Regions from separate parts of the Mus musculus genome. Here regions 1 and 3 are each linked to region 2. Evidence: chromatin contacts called from public HiChIP or PLAC-seq data. All regions are on one chromosome and are shown on one strand. Each heading gives the region's core, a stretch centred on a gene start, on an enhancer-like site or on the middle of the called end of the contact. The rest is flanking DNA. Distances are from core to core; before and after follow the strand shown.

Region 1 (3,746 bases), core at 250-2,749, 410 kb after region 2:
GAAAGGGAATGTACCTTAGTCATGCCTGCAGCCTTTGCATTAGATGCATCAAATGCTTGTGTCTGGCTTGTGTCCAGCTCAGCAGCATATACTGAGAGACAAAGGAATGGAAGAATTAGGCTGAACGAGTGAATGTGGAAATGAACAGGTGCTGTGAACCCTGTGTCCCAGACACACACCTTAAAGTTCTTTAAGACTGGGACAAAGCCAGTCCTTCCGTCCTCCCTCCCGTCCTCCCTCCCCATCCTCCCCTCCCCATCCTCCCTCCAGTCCTCCCTCCCATCGTCCCTCCCTCCAGTCCTCCCTTTCATCTTCCCTCCCTCCTGTCCTCCCCTCCCCATCCTCCCTCCAGTCCTCCCTCCCATCGTCCCTTCCTCCAGTCCTCCCTTTCATCTTCCCTCCCTCCTTTCCTCTCCCAGCCTTCAGGGACCGGATACACATGTGCAGCTTACCAGCAAAGCATATGTGTGGCCCAGAATCTCTGTTGCAGAAACTGTTCCGTACTTAACCCTGAGATCTAGGAAAAGCCTTCGTCGCTGCAGTTTCCCAAGGTGTCCTCATGCCCTTCCTTCTATGATCTCCCAACACCAAGCAGGGGCTGGCTGGTGAGGGCAAAGGCGGCTAGAGAAAATGGGTTCACCGACCCCAGCTCCAGGGGGGTTGAGGGTGGAGGGGTCCCAGTAGTCTTGAGGAAAATGCAGTGGAGTCAGATCCAAATCCATGTAGCAGCCACCACAGAATAACCGTGCAGCCTGGGACAAATCACTTCGGCCTTTTGTTTTAAAATAAGAAACAGCTAATAACTACTGTGTCACGGGGTTTGGGGAGAATAAATGGAAACTGTATTTCTGGAAACTTCCAGCATGATGCATGCCTTTGAACATTCGTTCATTCGTGGGCTCAATAAAGTTCGTGTGTTACAGTTTCCCAAGTGTGGGACACTGTTCCAAGGCACTTAATAAATCCTTTCCCCAGCTCCCTACTGTCTAGACCGATTGTCACTTGGTTTCCATACAAGGGTCTGACCGCAAGGAAACCAGGGTTGTTTTACTGTGTTCCCTTCTCTTGCTCCACACCTCAGCGAAGATAGGGTGGGGAACTGTGTGAGTTCCCGTCTCATCACACAGAAGAGCATCACTTCTTCCAGGGGATTTCTCTCAGCTGGCAGCAGAAAGGCAAACAGAGGGAAACATTTGATGGCTAAAGCGGTGCACCTCACCAGAGGGCATCCCGCAGGCCAGAAGCGCCAGGGCAGCCAGGGAAGGCTGGGTGCCATCGAGGGCGCGGATCCCAGTTATCTCCCATTTCCTTTGGGAGCCCCGGAGACGTGGCCTTCCCCAAGCAGCCTCCGAGGTGGCCTGTGAGGCTTTTGTCCTTGGCAGCAGAGAAATTTCTGCTTCAGTGACTCCAAACAAGGCTTGCATTAACTCCAGGCCTGTGAGGGGAGCGCGTGCAACAAAACCCAACACCGTGTCCCAGCCCTCAGACAAGCACAAAACAAATGGTGCCGGAATTTTTCAGAATAGAATCATCCGCTCAATGTCACTGCATACATTTACCTACCTCAGAGGCTATTCAAGGCCCCTTTCAAGGGAGCGATCAATAGAGATGGATCGGACAACATCTCTATGGCAACACCTCCATTGAAAAATGATGGCGGCCACAGCGAGAAGGGCGATGACCATTTTTTTAAAAAAATATACACACATACAGCATAGCTCACTCCAAAAGGGTCCTCTGGCTCCCAGGCTAGGAGGCCGTGTTAAAACAATACTGGAAGAACTCATGACAAGACTGATTAGGGGCGCAAAGCAAGCAAGAGAACCCAGTACTGTGGGTTTGCACAAAGCCTTTAAGATCGGGGCCTTTGGGACAAGGAAATTTGTCAACAAAATTAATATTCTCTCTGTCTCTGGAAACTCTCAAGCTGAAGGAGTTTATGAGGACCTTACTCTGAGGGTCTACCATGGAGGGAATTGTTAGAGTAAGAGGCTGTAAAGCAAACAGTAACGGCCACCAGGCTCTCAAACTGAGCATGAAGGGGCAGAAGGAGCGCCGGGCTAAGCTCACAGCAGATCCTGTTCCTCTGGCGCCTTCACACACTGGGCTCTGGGTTAGAAAGGGCACTGATGACCTCAGAAATGAGAAACCTTAAGGGGCTCATGGTTTAAAAGACTGTAGTGGGAACACATGGACAATACGACCACCACAGAGAGCAAGCCTCCCCAGACCACTTACATACACTATTGACAGTTTTAGAAAGCGGTCATTGGCTCAGATGGTCTTTTCCTTCCGTCAGAAAGGATAAGAAAAGAAAAAAGATCATCTCAGCTATTGCTCTGTGACTCCTCCAGGAACACTTGGGGAAAGAAGGCCAGAGAGGGTGCGGGAAGGTTGTCAGGGCCAATAGCACAGTCTCCACGTTGCTGCTTCTCTAACCCATGACCTTTGGTGAGCCATTAACCTTGCTTGCCTCCACAGGTCCTTCCATAAAATCTGAAGCACTTCTGGATTGGTAGATGAAAGATTGCAAGGCGAGTGCGGAGTTTATATACAGCGCCCTTTATACCTGACAGCTGAAAGAAATTAGCTGTAATAGACGAAGCGTCGGGTGGAGATTGTGTGGGCTGCGGCTCACCATGACCTGAGTGCTTGCATTCCTGGGCTCTGAACAACCTTATTTCCCCACGTCAGGGGAGAGGGGGTTGTGGCTGATGGCCCCTGACATTTGTGCTGCTGTTTGAAGAGCAGAGAGCCCTGGGTGGCTGCTTTACAGTCCCAGGTTTGCCCTTAGGAATGGTGAAGCCCTGCACCCTATATCTCCTCTGAGCTCAGACTCCCGGGGCTCCCGAGACCCCTTAAGGACTCTGTTTTCAGTTGTTATTGTGTTCCTATAAGGGAGGGGGCATGCTTACCAGGGGACACATCTATTCTCTGTTCCACCTTTACATGGATTCCAGGGATCAAACCTCAAGACATCAGGCTTGTTTGGCTAGCATGCCTTAGCCATGGAGCCGTCTGGTTCGTCTCTGGAATCTTTTTGTCTGGAGTTTTTATTGTTGAAACTGTTGTTCTGTTTGAGATGGCGTCTCCAGTGGCCCTTAGCCCAGCTTAACTCAAGATCATCTGTTCTCTACCTTTAGGTGCTGGGTTTACAGGTGTTTGACACCATACTAGGCTTACAAATAACAATCCCTTTTCCCCATCTCTTTCTTTCTTTTCTCCTTCTTTCTTCCTTTCTTCCTTTTTCTCTTTCTTTCTTTCTTTCTTTCTTTCTTTCTTTCTTTCTTTCTTTCTTTCTTTCTTTCTTCCTTCCTTCCTTCCTTCCTTCCTTCCTTTCTTTCAATAATCGATATCTCACTGGTCTGAAATTCACTCTGTTGGCCTCAGACTCACAGACATACTCTTGAGTCCTGGGTCAAATGGCGAGAACCACCACGTCTTTCTTATTTATTTATTTCTAAGATTGTTTTTGTTTGTTTCTCTTTATTTATTCTTTGTAAATTTCACATTATTCTCTCATTCGTCAACCCTTCCTTTCATATCAGCCCTCTGCCCTTGCAACCCCCCCCCAAGAAAAAGGAAAAAAGAACAAAACAAACAAACAGACAAACAAACCCCTATCTTGTGGTGGAATCTGCAGTACATCAGTCTGTCCCACAGTATAGCCTTTTGTCCATACATCTTTGCTTGCAAATGTTCACTGCGATGAGTCATTGGTCTGGTTCTAGGTCCCTGGTTTCTGC
Region 2 (3,972 bases), core at 1,266-3,765:
ACCCGTCTTTAAAAAAGAATAGTTCTCTCTAATGTGCTGCTTTCCTTAACTCTTTATGGCATGGAGTCATTGTGTTGATCTGAATGGACCACTAGGCTTTTTCGTTTTGGTTTTATTTTGTGTTTTGTTTTTTATTAGTTTTGGGGTTTGGTTTTTGGTGGTGTTCTCCCCCCCCCCCCCACACACACACACACTTTGAAGAAACAGGTAACACCATGAACCACGTGGGCCCTAGTGATGCTGTACTTGAGGAGTGGCTTTTCCTTGATGCCTGTCAAGCAATTACCAGGCGTAGCTTCATAAAGGTGCTTGAATCAACCATAATAACTGTGCGACCATACTGTTTTCTTGTCGGTAAACATGGGAAGTGAGGGTGTGAAGGCTAGAGCAGCGGTTCTCAACTTGTGGGTCACAACCAAAAGGGTTCACATGTCAGATGTCCTTCACATCAGACACTTACAGCATGATTCACAAATATAGTAAAATCACAGTTATGAGGTAGCAGTGAAAATAATTTTACGGTTTGGGGGTCACCACAGCATGAGGAAGTGTATTAAAGGGTCGCCACATTAGGAAGGCTGAGAACCACTGATCTAGAGCAACGTGAGCCGCATGGAAGCTGGAGATCCATCTGGGTTGGCCCCATGTGACCTTTGTATCCAGTCACCAGAGGAAGACTCTGCGCATCTCTCCACACTCCCCTGCCTCCTTCTGTCCTCGAAGCCCATGGAACTAATTGCCCAATGCTCCCTTGATTACTCAGTTGCATGCACTCAAAACACCAGCCCTCACCTGAGAGCACCCTGCCCTTTCATGCCAGGCTGCAGAAGGGCCAGCGTGTCCCAGGTAGCTGTCACATCCTTCTGACAGACAGCTTCCTGAACCCCTATGGAAACAAGGAGGAGAGTCCGTCAGTGACATTTCAATTCTAGTTCTTACTTAGTCAAAATCACACCCGTACACAACTTGGAGGCTGAAGAGGTCTACAGCATCCTCCTGTATTAAGAATTAATTCTTAAATGTCCTCCATAACTGGCTTTTAAAATCTCACCTCTCCCAGAACTTGCTATCATAGTTACTCCATAAACGCTTGCCACAGTCATGAATAAACTAAGAAAGTTTAAACAGCAGAATTAACCTTGCCAGACACCTAAAAGGTAAAAGAGAGACTTGCATAAATCATAGTGAAATTTGAGAGAAGGAAGGAAAGAGAAGCCCCGCATAACCACATTTCCTTTCCGGGACTTGGTTTGTCTCTGCAAAAAAAAAGATGGGAATGCTATCACCTACTAAGGAAAATTGTCATATGGAATGAGAGCTCAGTGACTAAATCATGTGTGCCAAGTCCCCAGCGCTGTGTGAGTCTTCTGCAGAACTTGCTAACAGGAAGGATTTTGCTCTAGGTCCTAGGCTGGCCGGGCACTCTGCATCACTTCATGCAGCAGAATGAATTATGTTCAAAACAACTATAGAAAACCAACATTGGAAGCTTGGGGTGCGGCTCAGAGTTAGAGCACTTGCTGAACACACAAAGGCTCTAGGTTCAATTTCCCCCGTACTCAAGGAAAAGAAGTCTAACTTTAGATTTAATGCAGTAATGTAGAGGTCAACAGGAGTTCTAATCTTGACTCCCACAGTGACTTTCCTGTGTGTTCTTAGGCAACTTTCCTTTCTCTTCAGCCTGAGCAGTTTCTTTAGAGAGATGTCTTTGGCCCCTCACCCTCCATTACTTCACACAATATTGTCTTGTGATATACCCTTCCAGAACAAGCCCTCCCCACCTGCTGCTGTGAGCCAGCCTGTCCTGGCACCAGCTTCCTTGGAGCCTGGGGTTCAGGCTGCTGGCCTCTGGGGGCAGAGTGGGAGACCAGCCCTCAATACAGTCTTCTGCAGTGGAATGCAAAACAGATCTGGCCTTGGTTCCAGCTAACACCAGGGAAATGGCTGTAACCTGCCATCTTGTCAGCGTAGGGCCCGGGTGATTAATGACTCTTTAATCCCATAGCGCAATACCTGACAAAATATGCTCGGGCCAAAAAGGCAGAACAAACCTAATTAGCCTGGTCAACCCACTCCCAAGGTGTGGGTTGCTAAGGATCCCCAGGGCTTGGAGAGCAAGCCTCTCCCTCCCTGTCCCTTTCAGGTCTGTGAAAGAATCAAGTGGCCACAATGGGAAGGGGACTCCATTAAAAGGCGGGGGGCTGGCCAATGAATAAACATGCAGGTTACCGTGTTGATATTACACTGAATACGATTCTGAAGTGGGGTGCTTGGGCCTCGGAGGCCGGCGCCCCGGGTATTGTGCTGGGGGAGGGACTGGCCATTTGAAGTCAAGGTGAGAACATACTGGGGGCAGATGGAACCTGCTTTGTTTGTGAAAGAGTTTTTCTGCTATTTATGCTAATGAATGGGAAATACTTCTTGAGCATTTCAGATGGTTCTGTAATGAGGCCCGGCAGAATGTGCCAACATTGTTGGCCCTAGACAATCTTCAACTCCCTCTCAGCACATTAGCAGCCCCTTTCTTTACAGGAAGGCCCTGAGAGGGTGAAAGAGGACAATGGGGGAAGAGTGAAAACACCACAAAGACGGGCTTTTGTTTCCCGGTCCTTTGAACCCTCTCAAAGGCCTGGTTTCAAGGGGTATGTTGGGCCTGCCTTTCAACGTCGCTGAACCCGGAATCCCCTGTTGTTTAGCAACATAGAAAGCTGACCTTAATTGACTCCACTTCTGAGCAGGCTTTGTAAATCACTCTGCCCGGACTGAAATTTCCTGATGGTGTCTGTGGGCGAGAGAGACTGTCTGTACCCAGGACACCAATTCGGTCGTATGTGTGCACACACCATGGCTTACAGCTGACCACTCTGGATAGACATTTATTCACTTTTATTCTCACAAGGACTCCACCTTCCCAATGAGGAATCCTGACTCCATTTTAGAGGTAAGCAAGTTGAGGCTCCCAGAGGCTAGGAGATCTGCTGAGAGCCTTAGATCAAGAAGGGAGAGGATCTGGGACTTGTCCCTTCTTGCAGCACCACAGATGGTCCGGGCTCTAGAGTGTGTGCTTGTGTCAAAAGAGATCCCTTCCATGATACGTTTCTTTAACTGATTCTTTTGCAGAGGAAGAAGAACACCACGAGGCTATGGTTGCGCTCTGGGTTTCCTCTTTTGATTCTCGTCATCTTAGCGTTTCCTTGATAAGGCTCCCCTTCCTCTGTGTTCTGGCTGCACAGTGCTGATTTCCACCCATCCTTCCCCTTCGCACCCAGTGTCATTTAGCAACTCGGTCTCCAACAGAGAAGGTAGGGAGGCTCCACCTTCTGTGTGGGGATGATGCATCATTGGGCCTTGTGGGGTCCAGGGTGTAGTGAGGAAGGGACCCAATTGAGCTTACCTGAGACACCATGTCTACACCCTTAAAGTCCTTAGACCTGTAAGTGTGAGAGTTAAATGACACGTGACCACAAGGTCCTTCTGATAGGCCCCGTGCTTAGAAGAGGGCATGTTTATATCAGTGCTCTGATAGCACAATCTTGATATTCTTGTGGATTTTGTCTCTATTTTGTGAATGGAGTCCAGCAAGACAGTGGGGCAGGCGATACCAGAACAACTGCCATTACTTGCTTCTTCATCCTTGTAGAGCATCCTATGTGCTCCAGGGCTACAGGATCCCAGGAGTCAGAGATACACAAGTGCTTTATGGCTTCATTTGAGTAAATGGGGCACTAGTGGTCTCAAGAGGCTGTGCCTTCCATTCAAACTAGACTGGAGATTCCAGACTACAGGACGGCAGCATCTGAAGAAACACCAATGACCCAAAGACCCCATGATATCCTTTCTTACTCACAGGCCGCCCGGCTATTGACACCAAGAAGCTTCCAGAGGAGGGGTCACCTGGGTGAGCCCCATTCTGAAGAGGCTGGAGCATGTGACCAAGAGTCACGGCTGGCTCAAGGCAGTGAGTGCTTCTGT
Region 3 (4,312 bases), core at 989-3,488, 370 kb after region 2:
GTGTGTGTGTTCTCAACAAACACAGCTGAAGGCAGGTGTGCTGAGGGTGTGGCTAAGCTGTCATGCATCAGAAATGGGGGGGGGGGGGGGATGATTCTCCAGCCAGCCCAGGCTTCCCAGCAGACATGGCTCAGGGGTTCAGGGCAAGATTCACTTAAGCAGCGGTGGGAGCAGAGGTGTGGCTGGGTGCACTGGGATTGGGGCTAAGCTTCCAAGGAGAGGAAACCATCTATGGCTGCTGAAGGCTCCTGTCAGGGCCATTTGATGTGCTCATAGTACGTACACAAGCCAGAAATGGCTCTCTCTGTGTTTTCCAGGCTTCGGATTCGTGTGTGTCTCACAGACACTTGATAATTGTGTGCCCCAAAGTGTTATCTTGTGCCAGCAGCATTGACATTGCCGGGAAGCTTGTTAAAAGTGTAAAGTCTGTGCTGGAGAGATGCCTCAGAGGTTAAGAGCACTGGCTGTTCTTCCAGAGGTCCTGAGTTCAATTCCCAGCAACCATATGGTAGCTCACAACCTCCGTAACGAGATCTGGTGCCCTCTTCTGGCCTGCAGGCATCCAAGCAGTGGGAACATTGTATGCATAATATATAAATTTTTTTTATCGAAGTGGACAATCCTGTACTCAGGACAGATGGGTGAGCCAGAATCTCTATTTCAATGGACATTTCATGAGCATTTACAGCTTAATACATCAGAGAACGTCCAGTTTTGCAAAGCAGGGTTTAATTTTACCTCAAGGGGAAAAAATTCCTTTGTTGGTGTGCTGATGAGTGACAATTTAAAACCTGGTAAGGGAGAAATAGGATTTTTCTATACCACTGGGAACTAAACAAGTGGGAATGAAACATGACTCAAGGGAGAAAAGAAAGTTCAAAGGCTACTCTGATGTAAATGAGGTGGCCAGGGAGCCATCAGCTGTACTGCCCATCAGATGGGTTAGGCTTCCATTTGGCTGATGCCTCCTTCCTTAAGGCACGGGCAGCTGAGGTCAAGCTCTTGGCTGCTCACTGTCACTCTCCTCTCAGCAGATGACCCCATCCCAGCACCTATCCAAGTCCTCGGCCAGTAAGCTCAGGAGAAAACACCCAACACCAAAAGCTTCAAAGGCTTGGCTGATAAGATGTGTTCAGGTACCTACCTGCCATCGTGGCAGTGTTCCTCTGAGTCCTCCTCGAGGACAGTGACATATGGTCAGTCAACACAATCTAGCAAACCCTGAGCAAACTGCCCAGTGCACCTGTGCTTCCAATGAGCAAATGACAGCACCTGGGAGGGACAGGTCTATGAATGTGGCCAAACCATCAGGGACTCTGTTCTGTTCTTTTGCATATTGCTGTTATCTCTGGGGCCCAGTCCTACACTGCTGCACTCTGTAATTCTCCTGTCAGGTAATGGTCCTTCAGGGCTTCAGAAGCAGCACTTTGGGGGACAACGACAGGTACTTCACCTCTGTGACTTAGAGGTTCAGCCAACACTGTCCAAGAAGAGTTCCAATATAGACAATAAACTTACACAAGACATCAGAGGCAAAATTGGTCTTGCTCTCCTGGAGTGGTTCTTCCTTACCAATCACTGCCAGGAGGCAGAACAGAACTGGGGCAGGGCCGTAGGCTGCATCAGAATCTCTGCAGCTATGTGAGCTCACGTTAAATATTGACTCTGCTCCTGGCTTCCTCGTGCAAGACAGAAATGCTGATGTGTGCCACCATCCTAGAGCTGTTCTGAGAGTTGAATCGAACCTCCAGCCTCCAACACTTAGGAAACCACCTGAGTGCATGGTATTCACTTAGCCAGAGGGTAGCAATTGTCACTGTTGATCACAGTGAGAGAGAGAGGGATGCCGGGTGCTCACGGATGCTTGCTGGAAGGGAGAGGCATCACATGGGCTAGGGGAAGTGGGGGGGGGGTTCGGAAAGGGCTTAAGAGGTGCTGATTCTGGTGGAGCAGGAAACCTCACGCTCCCATCTTGTTTTTCTCTGCTGGAATATGCTCTCACACTTGGATGGACATACACACCCCGCAACAGATTTGCAGCTGTCAGGAGAGAGAGATAACAGGGGAACAACAGCCAGCAGCTGGGCTCGCTGCCCCACTCTCTCAGGCTGTTCCAGCTCCAGCTGTGAGGAAAGAGGAAGACTGGAGCCAAAATCAGCCTCCCCCACCCCTGAGAAAATCCACCTAGATTAGACAGCTGCCTGTTCTGCCTCCTCTCCCTTGGGCTTTCAGCTGGAGCCTGGGAAATTGGATGAGGAGGTGAGGAGCTGGGAGGCCAGGAAATGGGCTCTGTTTATTCCCCTCTTCCTGGAGAGTAAGCAAAGGACCCCCGCCGTGGATCTGGGTGTCTAGCCTGGCCTACAGCTGTTGCGTGTCTGGGCCAGGCATCTGTCTTGCTCCACTGTGAGTAAGGGGGGTGGTGTTGGGGGAGTTGTTTCCATCCCGTTCCAACTGTGGTTCCCAGCCCTGGCCGTCCATGACATTCACCCAGAGAGATTTCCTGCAGCATCCCAGAACAACTGAGTGGGGTCTCTTTGAGGAGGGTCAGGGTGCTGGAACTTTTTAAAATCTCCTAGAAGATTTTAATGCTCGTGGTTGAGAACCTGTGATTGCAAAGAAAAAAAAAAAGTGAGGCTCTTGGGAGCCACAAATCACTGGCTTCCGTGACTTTGGAAATGGTTCGGCTCACGCTTGCCACATCCAGTCTAGCTCCAGAATCTGACCTGACCGCTGTGGCAAGGAATGAAGAATAGTCTGACAGACTGGCACACAGACAGAGGGCTGGGATCTGGTGGTCTGTGCTCTCTGCTGGAGAAGCCACCGTCTCTCAGAAGTCTAGTGTGTTTATTACACGGAGTGGAAAGGGGAGGCATGGTTATTGCAAATAGCTGAATAAAAAAACAGGGTTAATGGTACTCAGCCACACCAACGACGTAGGTTTAGCTACTCTTCATAGGACAGTCTCTGTAAGGGAGCAGTCTTCAAGTCATGAGTATCTGGAAGGGGTAGGAGGCTATGGTGGACTTTTTTTGCACACACTGTCAGTGCTCACACTTGCACACTTGGCTCCTTGAGGAAGGCTTTGCCATTTCTCTCTCTGAGCCTGAGGCTATGGGGTCCTAGACATGACTGTACCTGTATCAACAATACAAATCCACTCAAGACTTTGCCCACTCAGGGCCTCCTGCTGTATACAAGTGTCTGCTTTAGAGATGGGAACTGCATGGCTTTCACTTCGCATACCACAGCCGGAATGATGAAGACACCTTGTGAATATGCAGGCCTTGGAGGACAGTGCTAGTTGCTATCAATAGTGACAAGACAAGGCTCTTGCTATCCAAGAGCTGGGCAGAGGAATGGCCATGGACCTTCTGAATGTCACCATCTGCCCTTGGGTAGATAAGGAAGGGCAAGCTTCCAAACCCTAACCCCTCAGGGCATCTTAACCCCTAAGGCTGGTGCCGGTGCAGTAGTTCCACCCTTATGTCTGGGAAAGATGAGCCCCACTCTTTACAGGGCCATGCCTGTCTCCACAGTCATAAGGAGTCAGTAAGTTCATATTGTGGACTCTCTTTTGTATACCGAGGGCTCCCAGATTCCCCAATGAAACACAGATGGGTGCTTTTAGGACCTGCCCGGGCCTTTCCTCAGGTCTGTCTTTGAGAATCTGGGTTGGGCTACAGCAGTACACATTGCTAGGATCAGAGTGAGCAAGCGGGCAGCAGTGCTCAGGGGATTTGGAAAATAGCTTTGACTTTGAACCATACGTCCAGATGTGTGCCTGTGTGGGCATCTGAGGCTTCTTGCAGACAAGGTTATTGAAGGAGGAGGGAAAAGAAAGGGCCTGGGTATGGGCCAGAGGCACGCTTCTCTTCTGCTACCAAGTTCTGGGGCAAAATTCCTGGAATTTGAGAATTTTAAGCTAGAATTGGAGTTTTTGGCTCTTACAATATGCCTCTGTAAAGATAGGGAGATAGGATATATTTCAGTAACTGTTCTAATCTCATTTTATAACTTTTAAATAATAGACGGAGTCATTGGAACACTTGCTCCAGGCACTGCAGCCATGTCTGCTGGGCGAGTGTACCAAATCTAAGGTTCAGAGAGTGGAGGGTGCTCTGGGTTTTGTATCTGTTTAGCACTATGGCTGGGAGTCCTTGTGCTCTGCAGCCTCTGCCCAGCCTTGCCTGAAAAGCATCACTGAAGCTTTATCAGACTAAGGAGCAAGGATGGGGCTGGGGCCAGGGAGAGCCATCGTGGATGTTCTCAGTCTTGAGCAGCTCGCCTTGTCTGGCCTGCAGTGTCCCTCCAT

The links. HiChIP or PLAC-seq counts read pairs in DNA pulled down with a chosen protein or histone mark.
Region 1: a contact with region 2 is called in an H3K4me3 HiChIP or PLAC-seq map of embryonic basal ganglia, with 4 times the contacts expected there. The contact joins two enhancer-like sites. A contact is called at or near these places in 2 of 15 datasets of contacts at CTCF or cohesin (the NIH/3T3 cell line and large pre-B cells), 1 of 484 Hi-C or Micro-C datasets (bone marrow-derived macrophages), 10 of 115 datasets of contacts at active chromatin or transcription factors (craniofacial prominence, embryonic basal ganglia, embryonic forebrain and 6 more) and 3 of 9 other capture datasets (embryonic stem cells, embryonic tail and embryonic trunk).
Region 3: a contact with region 2 is called in an H3K4me3 HiChIP or PLAC-seq map of embryonic basal ganglia, with 5 times the contacts expected there. The contact joins two enhancer-like sites. A contact is called at or near these places in 1 of 484 Hi-C or Micro-C datasets (bone marrow-derived macrophages), 4 of 115 datasets of contacts at active chromatin or transcription factors (craniofacial prominence, embryonic basal ganglia and embryonic stem cells) and 1 of 9 other capture datasets (embryonic tail).

The regions. Positions count from the first base shown.
Region 1 is chr16:29,717,979-29,721,724 of GRCm38.p6, reverse strand. No RefSeq gene overlaps it. Among named protein-coding and RNA genes, the nearest start is that of Gm46567, 94 kb to the left of the region's middle. Within about 2 kb of position 1,499, at least 46 of the 459 cell types and tissues checked have an H3K27ac peak or open chromatin away from gene starts, as enhancers often do. A contact at or near this core is called in embryonic basal ganglia, where this site is marked.
Region 2 is chr16:30,128,219-30,132,190 of GRCm38.p6, reverse strand. No RefSeq gene overlaps it. Among named protein-coding and RNA genes, the nearest start is that of Gm32998, 60 kb to the right of the region's middle. Within about 2 kb of position 2,515, at least 21 of the 459 cell types and tissues checked have an H3K27ac peak or open chromatin away from gene starts, as enhancers often do. A contact at or near this core is called in embryonic basal ganglia, where this site is marked.
Region 3 is chr16:29,759,932-29,764,243 of GRCm38.p6, reverse strand. No RefSeq gene overlaps it. Among named protein-coding and RNA genes, the nearest start is that of Gm46567, 51 kb to the left of the region's middle. Within about 2 kb of position 2,238, at least 52 of the 459 cell types and tissues checked have an H3K27ac peak or open chromatin away from gene starts, as enhancers often do. A contact at or near this core is called in embryonic basal ganglia, where this site is marked.